2 separate regions of the Ovis aries genome follow, and region 2 is linked to region 1. Evidence: chromatin contacts called from public Hi-C data. All regions are on one chromosome and are shown on one strand. The core of a region is the stretch at or near the end of the contact, and the rest is flanking DNA. Distances in the headings are between cores, read along the strand shown. Region 1 overlaps PHC2 (polyhomeotic homolog 2). Region 2 has its middle 25 kb from the start of TRIM62.

What was found. Hi-C and Micro-C count contacts between places; a contact is called where the count stands out from the background.
Region 2: a Hi-C map of hypothalamus shows a contact between it and region 1, with 3 times the contacts expected there. The contact joins two enhancer-like sites. A contact is called at or near these places in 6 of 16 Hi-C or Micro-C datasets (hypothalamus, liver, mixed tissues and 3 more).

The regions. Positions count from the first base shown.
Region 1 is chr2:234,314,943-234,320,808 of ARS-UI_Ramb_v3.0, reverse strand. It overlaps PHC2 (polyhomeotic homolog 2), which reads right to left. Exons shown (of 14, transcript XM_060411367.1): 5 at 5,677-5,841; 6 at 2,113-2,425. Among named protein-coding and RNA genes, the nearest start is that of A3GALT2, 43 kb to the left of the region's middle. Within about 2 kb of position 2,953, at least 12 of the 54 cell types and tissues checked have an H3K27ac peak or open chromatin away from gene starts, as enhancers often do. A contact at or near this core is called in hypothalamus, where this site is marked.
Region 2 is chr2:234,456,925-234,462,790 of ARS-UI_Ramb_v3.0, reverse strand. No RefSeq gene overlaps it. Among named protein-coding and RNA genes, the nearest start is that of TRIM62, 25 kb to the left of the region's middle. Within about 2 kb of position 3,405, at least 2 of the 54 cell types and tissues checked have an H3K27ac peak or open chromatin away from gene starts, as enhancers often do. A contact at or near this core is called in hypothalamus, where this site is marked.

The sequences.
Region 1 (5,866 bases), core at 1,704-4,203:
AGGCAGAAGAGGTGGGGTACATAAAAAAGCCCAGCGTGTTGTCTAATACACATCAGACGTTTTTATCAGTGCTGGTCCCCTTTGTGTTCAGTTTTCTTGAGGCCCCAGGGTTGCCTAGGAGCCTTAGGAGGAAACCTAAGAACTAGTCTTTCCATTGAAGGGTCCTTAGAATCTGGGGGGTGGGCGCTGGCTTAGATCTAGGCAGGGGTTATGTTTTGACCTGGGTAGAAACGGGATTCTCAGGAAGTCTTGAAACGCAGATGTTGCTCTATGGTTTGTAGGTGGCATGAGGAGGTAGGAGAAATGTTATTTTGGGGTCCTTGCTTTAGTCTCAGCTGATATCAGCTCATTTTAAGACACCCCACCTCCCCCAACCCAGACTTTACCCTCTGAGCCTCGGTTTATTTCTCCATAAAAGGAAGAAGCTGGACTAGTCTCTGGAGAAAGCAATGCCAGACAGGAAGAAAGGCCCAGAGTCACAGGGTGGTTAAGCTTCTGCAGAAAGCTGCCTGCCTCAGCTCAGAGGGTCCACTGGAGGCAGAGACCACCTCTGTCCTTGAAGCCTCCAGAGGGTGAATAAAGGACTTGAATTCAGGCTCTTCGCAGCTCACATCGCAAGGCTCTACCTATGCCTCTGTGATCTGTCCAGAATGTCTTCCCCTCTTTTGTTGGGGAAATGACTCCTGCTTCAATATCCAGTGCCATTTCCCTGGGGGGACAGCATCTCTGATCCATCCTGCCTGGCACAGAGGTGTCCATCTAGGCCCCCCCCCGCCCGTACCTCACACTTACTCCTACAATGGCAATTATGAAATCAAATGGATTTGCTTAAGAATCTATCTCCCTTCTTTTGATTGCACCCTCCTTTAGGTGAGAAATCACATTTTGATCATTGCGGTTATCTAGTAACAAGCACCAAGCAGGCTCTCAAGAAAAATTAAAACGCAGGTTAGACTGGACGGTAAAATGGTCTGGGTGAGGACAGAGTGGGAGTCGTTATTTCAGGGATGTGACCAGGGTGACTCTATCTGTAATGCAAGGTCACATGGTCCATCACTACATTTCTGTGCTATGAGAGCCTGGTCTTCCCGAGACTGATTAGTCTGGCCTCCAGGGCTGCTGGCAGATTTCCTCATCAAGGATTGCCTTCAGTAGGCAGCGCTGGGAGAATTTTAGCAGCAGGGAGAATCTAGCCCTAGGGAATACTGATTCATCCTGTTCATATAATTTGCCTCATAAATAATCTGCTAGATTATTACTTTTTTAATCTGCAAGATTTATTCTTGAGTACCACTCTTACTGGCAAACCTTTCTTGGCTCCTCTCCCTCAGGCTAGATGGTGCCTCTGTGATCCTCCAGGGCTCAGAGCTAACATCTATGACAGGCTGTACTCATCTGTCTCTCCAGACCCTGCCCACCTGGGAGGCAGGGCCCATGTCTTATTTATCTCGGCACCCCCGGAACTGGCAACATAACCGATGCATATTAGTCAACAAATGTCTGTTGAGTGACGAGAAAATAAACTTCTCACTTCCTCATCTCCCTGTGTGGTTCTTACATGCCTCTGGCTAGCCCCTGTCCTTTTTTTTGCTGACTCTTAGAGAATTACAAAATAGTGTAACTGCCAAACCTCCACTGCCTAGGTGAAGAGCTATGATTTGGTACCCTGAGAATCATGGTACCCATTGTGAAGAAGGTCTTATTTGGGATTGCCCTGGTGGTCCAGTGGTTAAAACTCTGTGCTCCCACTACATGGGGCACAGGTTCGATCCCTGGATGGGGAACTAAGATCCGGCATGACACATGGTGTGGCCAAATAAAAGAAAATTAAATGATGGACCATTTATATGAACAAGGTTCTCCTCTTAAAAAAAAGAAAAAGAAGGTCCCATTTGTTTCCACTAACATGGCTTCCTTCTTTAAAGCTGGACGAGAAGCATGAAATAGACTCTGGAGCTGGAGAACATCTCAAGACTGTAGAAAAGGGGAAAGAGAGATCCACGGCTGACACCTTATCTTGCCCATGGGAAATAGGAGAGTGTGAAAATTTCCCCCTGACCCATCGTCCTTCTGAGTTTTCAGGGATAGGATCCTTCCTCCTGGAGTGCTTACCTGGTGCAATGAGCGGGTGGGTAGCCACGGCGGGCACCATCCGGCTGAGCCCAGCCCGGCCCTCCAAGCTCCCGGGCACACTGCCGTTGCTGTCTCCTCTCTTGAGTGGCTCTGTCACACTGTCGGTTGTGCCAGACTTGGCACCTGCAGGGGAACCCTGAGCAGTGTTTCTGCCCTGTGATGGGGTAGGCAGAGGCTGGCTACCACTTGGCGTGGGCTTCAGGGCCAAGCTGCTCAGGACAGGCTGGGTGGGGGTAGGGCCCGAGGCTGCTGCAGCTGGTGTCTGCTGTGATCGGAGGGTCAAGTTCTGTACCTGGAAAAGAGGGGTCTGTAGGAGTCCAGAGAATGTGGGTATGAGCAATGCCGACACATAGTTCAGACAGGGAAGGAGTTAGGGACGGATCCAGGAATGCTGAACGTGAGAGTGAGCTGTTAGATCGGAAAGAAAGAGAGAGACAAGAGACAAGGGGCTGAAGGAGAAACCAGGAGCAGAGTTTCTAAAGGGGACAGACAGTGTGCTGGTCATTGGATTCATCTGCAGAAGAAACCAAATTCTGAGCAGGGATGTCTGCCTTGGCTGGGGCAGACTGGGGAAGGGAGGCTGGGGCTGCTTCTCCCTTCTGTTACCTCCCCTCCTCCCCCAATCTATCAGGATGGGCTGCGTACCACTTAGAAAGAATCATGGCAGGGCATGGGGCTTCCCACACTGGGAAAGGCCAGGGCAAAAGTGAAAGTGAATCGACCAGCAAGGTCTCCCAGGTGAAGGATTATCCTGTCCTGAGGATAGGGTTTACACATCAGCACGGCCAGGCTGACTCAACTTGGTCCCTGGCACCCTCTGCTGGACACACGGAGGCTGTGCCAGACTCGCGTCTGACCCCTATCCCTTAGATGGGGCTGGTTCCTCCCCACCACCCACAGAATCTTTACAGCCACAGCTGTGTCTGTGTGCTCCCAGCAGAAAGAAGGGACCTAGGACTCATCCTTGCTCCCTCTTCCATGCCGTTTTTCCTGATTCCTAGAGCTGCTAACATGTGTAATCAGAGTGGAATTTTCCTCTTAAAAAGCAATGACATCAGAGCTCATCCTGGGGAGGGTATAAGGTAGTGAGGGCCACCGGTTCTGGCAATCACACTTGCTCCTGCCCTGTGGTCAGGGCCCGAAGCAGGGTCCGGAGTGGCCGAGGCCTTCTCAGCGAGGAGTCAAGGAGTGAGTCTAGGGGTAATGGGACGCCGTCTCCCACCTGCTTTCCTGGAGCACCCCGAGACGTTCAAAGCTCTTCCAGGGCTCAGGCCCAGACCCAGCATCATTGCCCCCATGGCAGGGGTCCCCACCCCCCTGCCCGCCCACAAGCATGGAATCCTCACCTGGGCAGGGGTGGGGGGCCGGGCGGGGGAGCCAGTGCCGAGCTCAGGCTGCACGGTAGCGACGGTGGCCGTGGGCGTGAAGATGAGCTGAGGGGACAAAGGAACAGTGCCGCCTAGGCTCCTAGCTACCTGCACCAGGTTACCTGGCTGGGCCTGGAATCACAGGAAACGAGGTGCCTTTTACCTGCCCAATGTGGGCTCAGCCACAGGACACGACAGCTCAGCCAGGGAGCAGACGGGGTTGGGGGGAGGACGTGGGGGAGGTGGGAGAGGGAGAGAGTCCAGGGGTGCCTCCTGAAAATCTCAAGAGCCCCCTCAAGTCCTGATCCAGGCCAGGCAGGGAAGGGCCAGAGCTAGGGTGCTGTCCTGGGGTTGCACCAAGTCAGGTGTACTTCAGAAGCCTCTGCTAAGAGCTCACCCCAGAGAAGGGACCAATAATGATGGCCAGACACCCTCAAGTCCCTCTCTGCAGCATCCTGGGGAGCAGGGCCCCTGGGCTGAGACAGATGCCCTGGAACCATGTTCTAAATCTCACCTGCAAGTTATGTGGCAGCCTGGATGGGAGGGGAGTTTGGGGGAGAATGGATACGCGTGTATGTATGACTGAGTCCCTTCGCTGTTCACCTGAAACCATCACAACATTGTCTGTTAATCAGCTATACCCCAATACAAGATAAAAATCAAAAAAAAAAATCTAACCTGCTCTGGACTCTAGGTGTGGGTCAGAACAGGACTTTCTGCCAGAAAGGATCAGATTAGATTCTTTTGGCCACTTTTTAGTCAAATTTAGATTAGGCTGTGTGTGTGTGTGTGTGTGTGTGTGTGTGTGTGTGTGTGTGTGTGTGTGTGTGTGTGTGTGTACATGCATGAGCAGAGACAACAGTGCTAAAGGAACCAAGAGAAACCAAGCTGTACTCGTGTCTATATCTCCTTGCACGGCGCGTAGGGACTGAGGGTCTCTGTGCGACACTCCCACCCTTGCGAGTCCAGCTCTGGACATGTATATGACGGCACATCTGCTCCTCTGAGCGAGGGCACCCCACTTTGGGGAGGGAGGTGGCCAGGCTCTAGGGCTCCAGCGGGTGCAATTGAGCCAGAGAAGGGGTGGGGTAAACTGAAGACAGAGCAGGTGTGGGTGGTGTCACATGGGCTGTCTAGCTCCCTGGAGAAGTGGAAGTCTGGTCCCCATGGGTGTCTGAGGCTATTCCCCAGGAAAGGAGCTGCACCTCAGTGAGTTCAGAGTCAAGAACTGGAGCAGAACTAGAAAAGCTCCCAGTGTCAAGCTCTGGCCACAAAAACTAAACGAGGGCTGGGGCCGTACAGCCTTTAGGATGGCATGTCAAGGAGCTGGAGAGAGAACAATTCAGAGCAGGGTTGGGAGACCAGACTCAGAGTGGGCTGAGCCCAATCTAGACCTAGACCTAGACCTGCCTGCTTCCTTGGGTGAACAAATCCTGCTGCTTTCCTGGGAAAGTCTGCTTATTTTAGGAACCCCTCAGCTTCTTATGGCCTCTGTACCTCTTAGGGACAGGTGTCAAGGCGGGACTCTAGGTATGTGTGTGGAGGGCTGATACCGTCCTGAGTGCATTCGGCCCAAGCAAGCCCACCTGATGGATGCTTGACTGGGTGGCCCTGATGGGAATGGAGGCCCGGCTGGGAATGCAGTGGCGGCAACAGAGTTTCTGGAGCTGGCGGCCGCCTTCACCACCTGGGCTGGAATGCACTCTTGGCCTTGAACTAGTGGCCAATCCCTGCAGGACAGCCCCAGCGGACTGAGACCCCACTTCCGCAGGGTACTCGGATGTTTGTGCAGTTGCTTGTCTCACGTGTCTGAGGGGACAGACCACCTGGGCACAGACCCGTGGGTCCCCTACTGTAACTAATTTTAGGGAGTGGTTTCTGGTAAGAGGAGGATAATTCTGTTTCATTCTCCGAGGGAAAGGAAAGGAGGCATCATGGGTAACTTAATTTTGGCCTGGAACCCTACCTTTCTTTGAGTCATGGAGCCAATATCAAAGCTCCCGTCAGCCTTCCAGGCCGCCTTCTTTATGTCATCCCTGCTTTCCTACCAACTGTCCACCTGGTGCTTCTTTCCCACCTTTCTCTAATTGCCACCCTTCTTTAATCGCCCAGCTCCCAACTTCTCTGCCTCTGTCCTCCTGGCTTACCTGAGCCATGGCCCAGGCTGGGGACTCACCATCTGTGCCCGGAGATACATCTGTGCTTGACTTGCAGTCAGGGCTGGAGAAGACGTGTTGCCCAGAAGCACAGCCTGCTGGGTGATGCCCGAGGCTGCGGCCGAGTTGACACTCTGTGCCCGGTTGATGAGCTGGGCTGCTGCTGGGGAGGCTGCCAGGTTGATCTGGGGAGAGAGACACGTGCAGTAG
Region 2 (5,866 bases), core at 2,156-4,655, 140 kb before region 1:
TACATCCTTTTGCATTTTTAGAAGAAATATTCAGATGTGGAATTATTGGGTTCAAGATGTGAATATTAAAATTTTTTTTTTTTAGTTTTTATTTTTTAAATTTTACAATCTTTAATTCTTACATGCATTCCCGAACATGAACCCCCCTCCCACCTCCCTCCCCATAACATCTTTCTGGGTCATCCCCATGCACCAGCCCCAAGCATGCTGCATCCTGGGCATGCAGCATGCATCCATACAAAATTTTTATGTATATTGCTCAACTATCCTCCCCAAAGTTAGTACCAGTTCTCACTTTTGCCAACAATATGAGTGTCCACTTCTCAATACCACCACCCCTCTTTTTGGTGGGTAGCAGTTTTTGTAAGCAATGAAACTTACATATAAGGATTGCCTTGGTCAACACCTTTTTTTAAAAAACAGGAGGCATTAAGCATTTCTAAGCTAATAGGTGAACGTGTAACTTCATTGTTTTTATTTTCATTTCTTTGGTTTATTAGTGACGTGGATCATCTGCTATTTGGAGCTATTTGGATATTTTCTTTTGTGAAATGGTCTGTTTATGTCCTTTATTCATTTTTCTGTTGGGTCTGTTTGTTTCTTATTGTTTCTAAGAGATCTTTATATATTAGAGAAGGAGAAAAGGAAAGATATAAGCATCTGAATGCAGAGTTCCAAAGAATAGCAAGAAGAGATGAGAAAGCCTTCTTCAGTGATCAATGCAAAGCAATAGAGGAAAAGAACAGAATGGGAAAGACAAGAGATCTCTTCAAGAAAATTAGAGATACCAAGGGAACATTTCATGCAAAGATGGGCTCTATAAAGGACAGAAATGGTCTGGACCTAAGAGAAGCAGAAGATATTAAGAAGAGGTGGCAAGAATACACGGAAGAACTGTACAAAAAAGATCTTCACGACCCAGATAATCACGAAGGTGTGATCACTAATCTAGAGCGAGACATCTTGGAAAGTGAAGTCAAGTGGGCCTTAGAAAGCATCACTATGAACAAAGCTAGTGGAGGTGATGAAATTCCAGTTGAGCTATTTCAAATCCTGAAAGATGATGCTGTGAAAGTGCTGTACTCAATATGCCAGCACATTTGGAAAACTCAGCAGTGGCCACAGGACTGGAAAAGGTCAGTTTTCATTCCAATCCCAAAGAAAGGCAATGCCAAAGAATGCTCAAACTACCGCACAATTGCACTCATCTCACATGCTAGTAAAGTAATGCTCAAAATTCTCCAAGCCAGGCTTCAGCAATACTTGAACCGTGAACTCCCTGATGTTCAAGCTGGTTTTAGGAAAGGCAGAGGAACCAGAGATCAAATTGCCAACATCCGCTGGATCATCAAAAAAGCAAGAGAGTTCCAGAAAAACATCTATTTCTGCTTTATTGACTATGCCAAAGCCTTTGACTGTGTGGATCACAATAAACTGTGGAAAATTCTGAAAAAGATGGGAATACCAGACCACCTAACCTGCCTCTTGAGAAACCTGTATGCAGCTCAGGAAGCAATAGTTAGAAGTGGACATGGAACAACAGACTGGTTCCAAATAGGAAAAGGAGTGTGTCAAGGCTGTATATTGTCACCCTGCTTATTTAACTTATATGCAGAGTACATCATGAGAAACGCTGGACTGGAAGAAACACAAGCTGGAATCAAGATTGCCGGGAGAAATATCAATCACCTCAGATATGCAGATGACACCACCCTTATGGCAGAAAGTGAAGAGGAACGACAAAGCCTCTTGATGAAAGTGAAAGAGAAGAGTTAAAACGTTGGCTTAAAGCTCAACATTCAGAAAACGAAGATCATGGCATCCGGTCCCATCACTTCATGGGAAATAGATGGGGAAACAGTGGAAACAGTGTCAGACTTTATTTTTGGGGGCTCCAAAATCACTGCAGATGGTGATTGCAGCCATGAAATGAAAAGATGCTTACTCCTTGGAAGAAAAGTTATGACCAACCTAGATAGTATATTCAAAAGCAGAGACATTACTTTGCCGACTAAGGTCCGTCTAGTCAAGGCTATGGTTTTTCCTGTAGTCATGTATGGATGTGAGAGTTGGACTGTGAAGAAGGCTGAGCACCGAAGAATTGATGCTTTTGAACTGTGGTGTTGGAGAAGACTCTTGAGAGTCCCTTGGACTGCAAGGAGATCCAACCAGTCTGTTCTGAAGGAGATCAACCCTGGGATTCCTTTGGAAGGAATGATGCTAAAGCTGAAACTCCAGTACTTTGGCCACCTCATGCGACGAGTTGACTCATTGGAAAAGACTCTGATGCTGGGAGGGATTGGGGGCAGGAGGAGAAGGGGACGACCAAGGATGAGATGGCTGGATGGCATCACGGACTTGATGGACGTGAGTCTGAGTGAACTCCGGGAGATGGTGATGAACAGAGAGGCCTGGCATGCTGCGATTCGTGGGGTCACAGAGAGTCGGACACGACTGAGAGACTGAACTGAACTGAACCTCAGACCGCCTGGTTCTTCAGGGTCCTTCAGTTCAGTTCAGCTCAATCTCTCAGTCATGTCTGACTCTTTTGGGACCCCATGGATGGCAGCACACCAGGCTTCCCTGTCCATCACCAACTCCTAGAGCTTGCTCTAACTCATGTCCATCGAGTTGGTGATGCCATCCAACCATCTCATTCTCTGCCATCCTTTTCTCCTCCTGCCTTCAATCTTTCCTAGCATCAGGGTCTTTTCCAATGAGTCGGTTCTTCGAATCAGGTGGCCAAAGTATTGGAGTTTCAGCTTCAGCATCAGTCCTTCCAATGAATATTCAGGACTGATTTCCTTTAGGATGGACTGGTTGGATCGCCTTGCAGTCCAAGGGACTCTCAAAGTCTTCTTCAACACCACAATTCAGAAACATCAATTCATTGGTGCTCAACCTTCTTTATGGTCCAACTCTCATATCCATACATGACTACTGGAAAAACCATAGCTTTGACTCGACAGACCTTTGTCAGCAAAGTACTATCTCTGCTTTGCAATATGCTGTCTAGGTTGTCTAGGTTGGATATTGTTTTTATTTTCATTTCTTTGGTTTGTTAGTGAGGTTGATCATCTGCTTATTAGCTATTTGGATATTTTCTATTGTCAAATGGTCTGTTTATGTCCTTTATCTATTTTTCTGTTGGGTCTGTTTGTTTCTTATTGCTTTTTAAGAGCTCTTTATATATTAGAGATTTAACCTCAGACCACCTGGTTTTTCAGGGTCCTTAGGGTTGGGCAACATGGTCCCCTGCAGTCAGATTCCCAAGAGACTGAAGCAATTCTGCCTCTGGTCAGCGGAGGGCAGCAGTGGGCAAGATTCATTTTCAGGCAGGACACACTCAGGCCTGCCTGGAGTAGGGCGCACGCGCGCGCGCACACACAGGCACAAAGACCCTTTCAGAGAGCTTTTCAGGAAACCACTTGGTCCACTGACACTTCAGGGGCCCCCAACACAGATTCTTCTCCTTAGTCTCTGGAGACAGCTGTGAACATTGAAGAGAATCCATTTCTAAAATTAGACTGAAGTCAAACTCCAACTCTGTCACCTCCCAGCTGTAGGTTGGGCACAACTTTTATGACCTCCTTACCTCTCAGTTTTCTCATCTGTAAAATGGGTCCAATGATACCCTTCCCAGCGTGTGATGAAGGAACCATGAATAGAGGGACGCTGTAGTCTGGCAGGTGCATGTGCTCAGAGAGTACAGCCCAGGCCACCCAGCTCCCTCCCCCCTGCCCCCCCACCCCACCCCCCAGCCCCATAATTCAACCGACTGAACAGAGGGAAGCTCTGGCTCCTGCCATCATGGCTGTGTTTGCTCCTTCCCAAGCCTGCCCCATGTTTGATTGGTTCGATGTAAGGAAGATCCCTGGTGAACTGGCTGTGTGGAGGGAGATTGCAGGAGGGGAGACCAGGGAGGAGGGGAAGAGGTAATACAGGTCCACACCAGGCAGTGGGGAAGACGTGGGTGGGAGAGACCAGTGAGAGAGAGGCAAAAAAGGCCAGCACTGGCAACCGATGAGATGCGCTGGGCAGAGGAAGGGTGGATGAGTGGTGAGCTCTACCTGAGGGACTGCAGGGCCCGCTGGGGGAGGTGCAGATTGCTCACAGAGGAGAGGAGTTCTGCTTGCACTTTGCCGAGTTTGACTTGCTAGAGGGACTTCCAGGACCAGCCCCCACCCCACCGCCCCCGCCCCTGCCAATCCCCAGCAGTGGGAAATCCTAGCTCTAGCCTGACCTTTCCCCTCCTCCCTGTCTTACCTCCCCACTCCCCCTAGGCCTGCAAAACCTGGGTCCATCCCTGCCCAGGAATCAGAGCTGCTCTAGATATAATTCAGGCCAAGGGAGGGGATCATCTCCTTCCCTGCTTTCGCTCCCATCTCTCCCCTCACCTGGCTCCCCCAGCTCCCTCGAGGTCCCAGGTCAGGGGAGGGGGACAAGAGAGAGACCTGTATTTGACTCAGCATCCCCTACCACTCCCTTAAGCTAGGAGCAAGGCAGGGCCCAAGGGGTCCCCGACTCAGGAGGGGAAACCGGAAAAGTGGGTTTCTGATGGGAACAACTATGGCCTGGAGCTGGGATGAGTCATCAGGCAGAGAGGGCAGGAGTTGGAGGACAGGGCTGGGCCCAGGACCCTAAGCTGTGGGTTTCTGGGGGAGGAGAGGTGGGCAGGTAAGAGGTAATGAGGTCCTGGGACTCTACAATGCTGGCAGGGTTGGGAAGGGGGGTTTGTTCAATCTCCAACCTGGTCCCAATCTGAGACAGGAATCATAGACTTTTATTCTTTGTTTCTATTAACGATGATCTTCACTTTATAGATTGCTTACTGTATGTCCAGCCTCCTGCTAACTTCTTTACAAATGTTACTTGACTTAATCCTTGCTTGCCTTGTTGTCAAGCCCTGTTTTACAGAGGAGGTCACAGGAGCTCAGAGAGGTTAAACCATTTGCCCCTGGGTCACAAGTGCAGAGTCAGGGAGTCAGGGCACTGTCCTCTGTTTGACCCTAGAGGCTAAGAGCTCCCATCTTCTCTCTGCACCACCTTCCTCAGTCCTGGTTGGACTGCGTGCTGCACCCATGAAGATGAGTGGGTTTCCACCTGGGTCCCGGGCACCCAGAGTCCTGGGAGCCATCGTCAATGTAAAGATACCCAAACAGTGATCAGTACATTCGTCCATCATTAGGTCACCCTAGGCATGGTTTCCCTGATGTCAAAGGGTTCTGAGCATGTTTTTAAAATTTGTGGGCTTCATGGGGGAGGACAAAGCTGGTTGGTGCTAACTGGGGGAATGTGGTGGGGCCTTTCACAGATTGGCAGGGCCACGGGCATCTGTGAAGGAGGGTGCTGGGGACTCTTTCAGGTTCCTTAAAGCTGTGCTGTCTGTGATTCTGGGAAGAAGGGGCCAGGGTGTGTGCACGTGTCCTGGCCAGCAGCCCCTGCTGTATGGAGGGGGGCAGCGTGTGCTCCTTTCCTATCCAGCCTGAGGTAGGCAGTGGGTGGTAGGCGTGGCTTCCAGAATATTATCGACACCTCAGGAATGTATGTGGCTTTAGCAAGCCCCAGCCGCAGGCAGAGGAGTGGGGTACAGGACAGGGCCTGTCTTGGTGAGGGTGGGGACCCTCAGAAGGGTCCCCACCAGGCAAGTTTGGTCTGAGGCCAGGTTTGGGGTGGGGCTGATCAAGAAAACTGCACAGTGAGTGTCAGGCATCCCTGCCCACTGCCCCAAGCTGGTTTCCCTCCCCACCTGCTAAGCTCTACTCAGCTTCACATCTCCCCACTTGTTTCTCGAAGATCAAACCCAGGGTGCATGCTACAGCCTCTATGTCCTCATTTATCAAACCATAGAGTACCTGAACTGTAC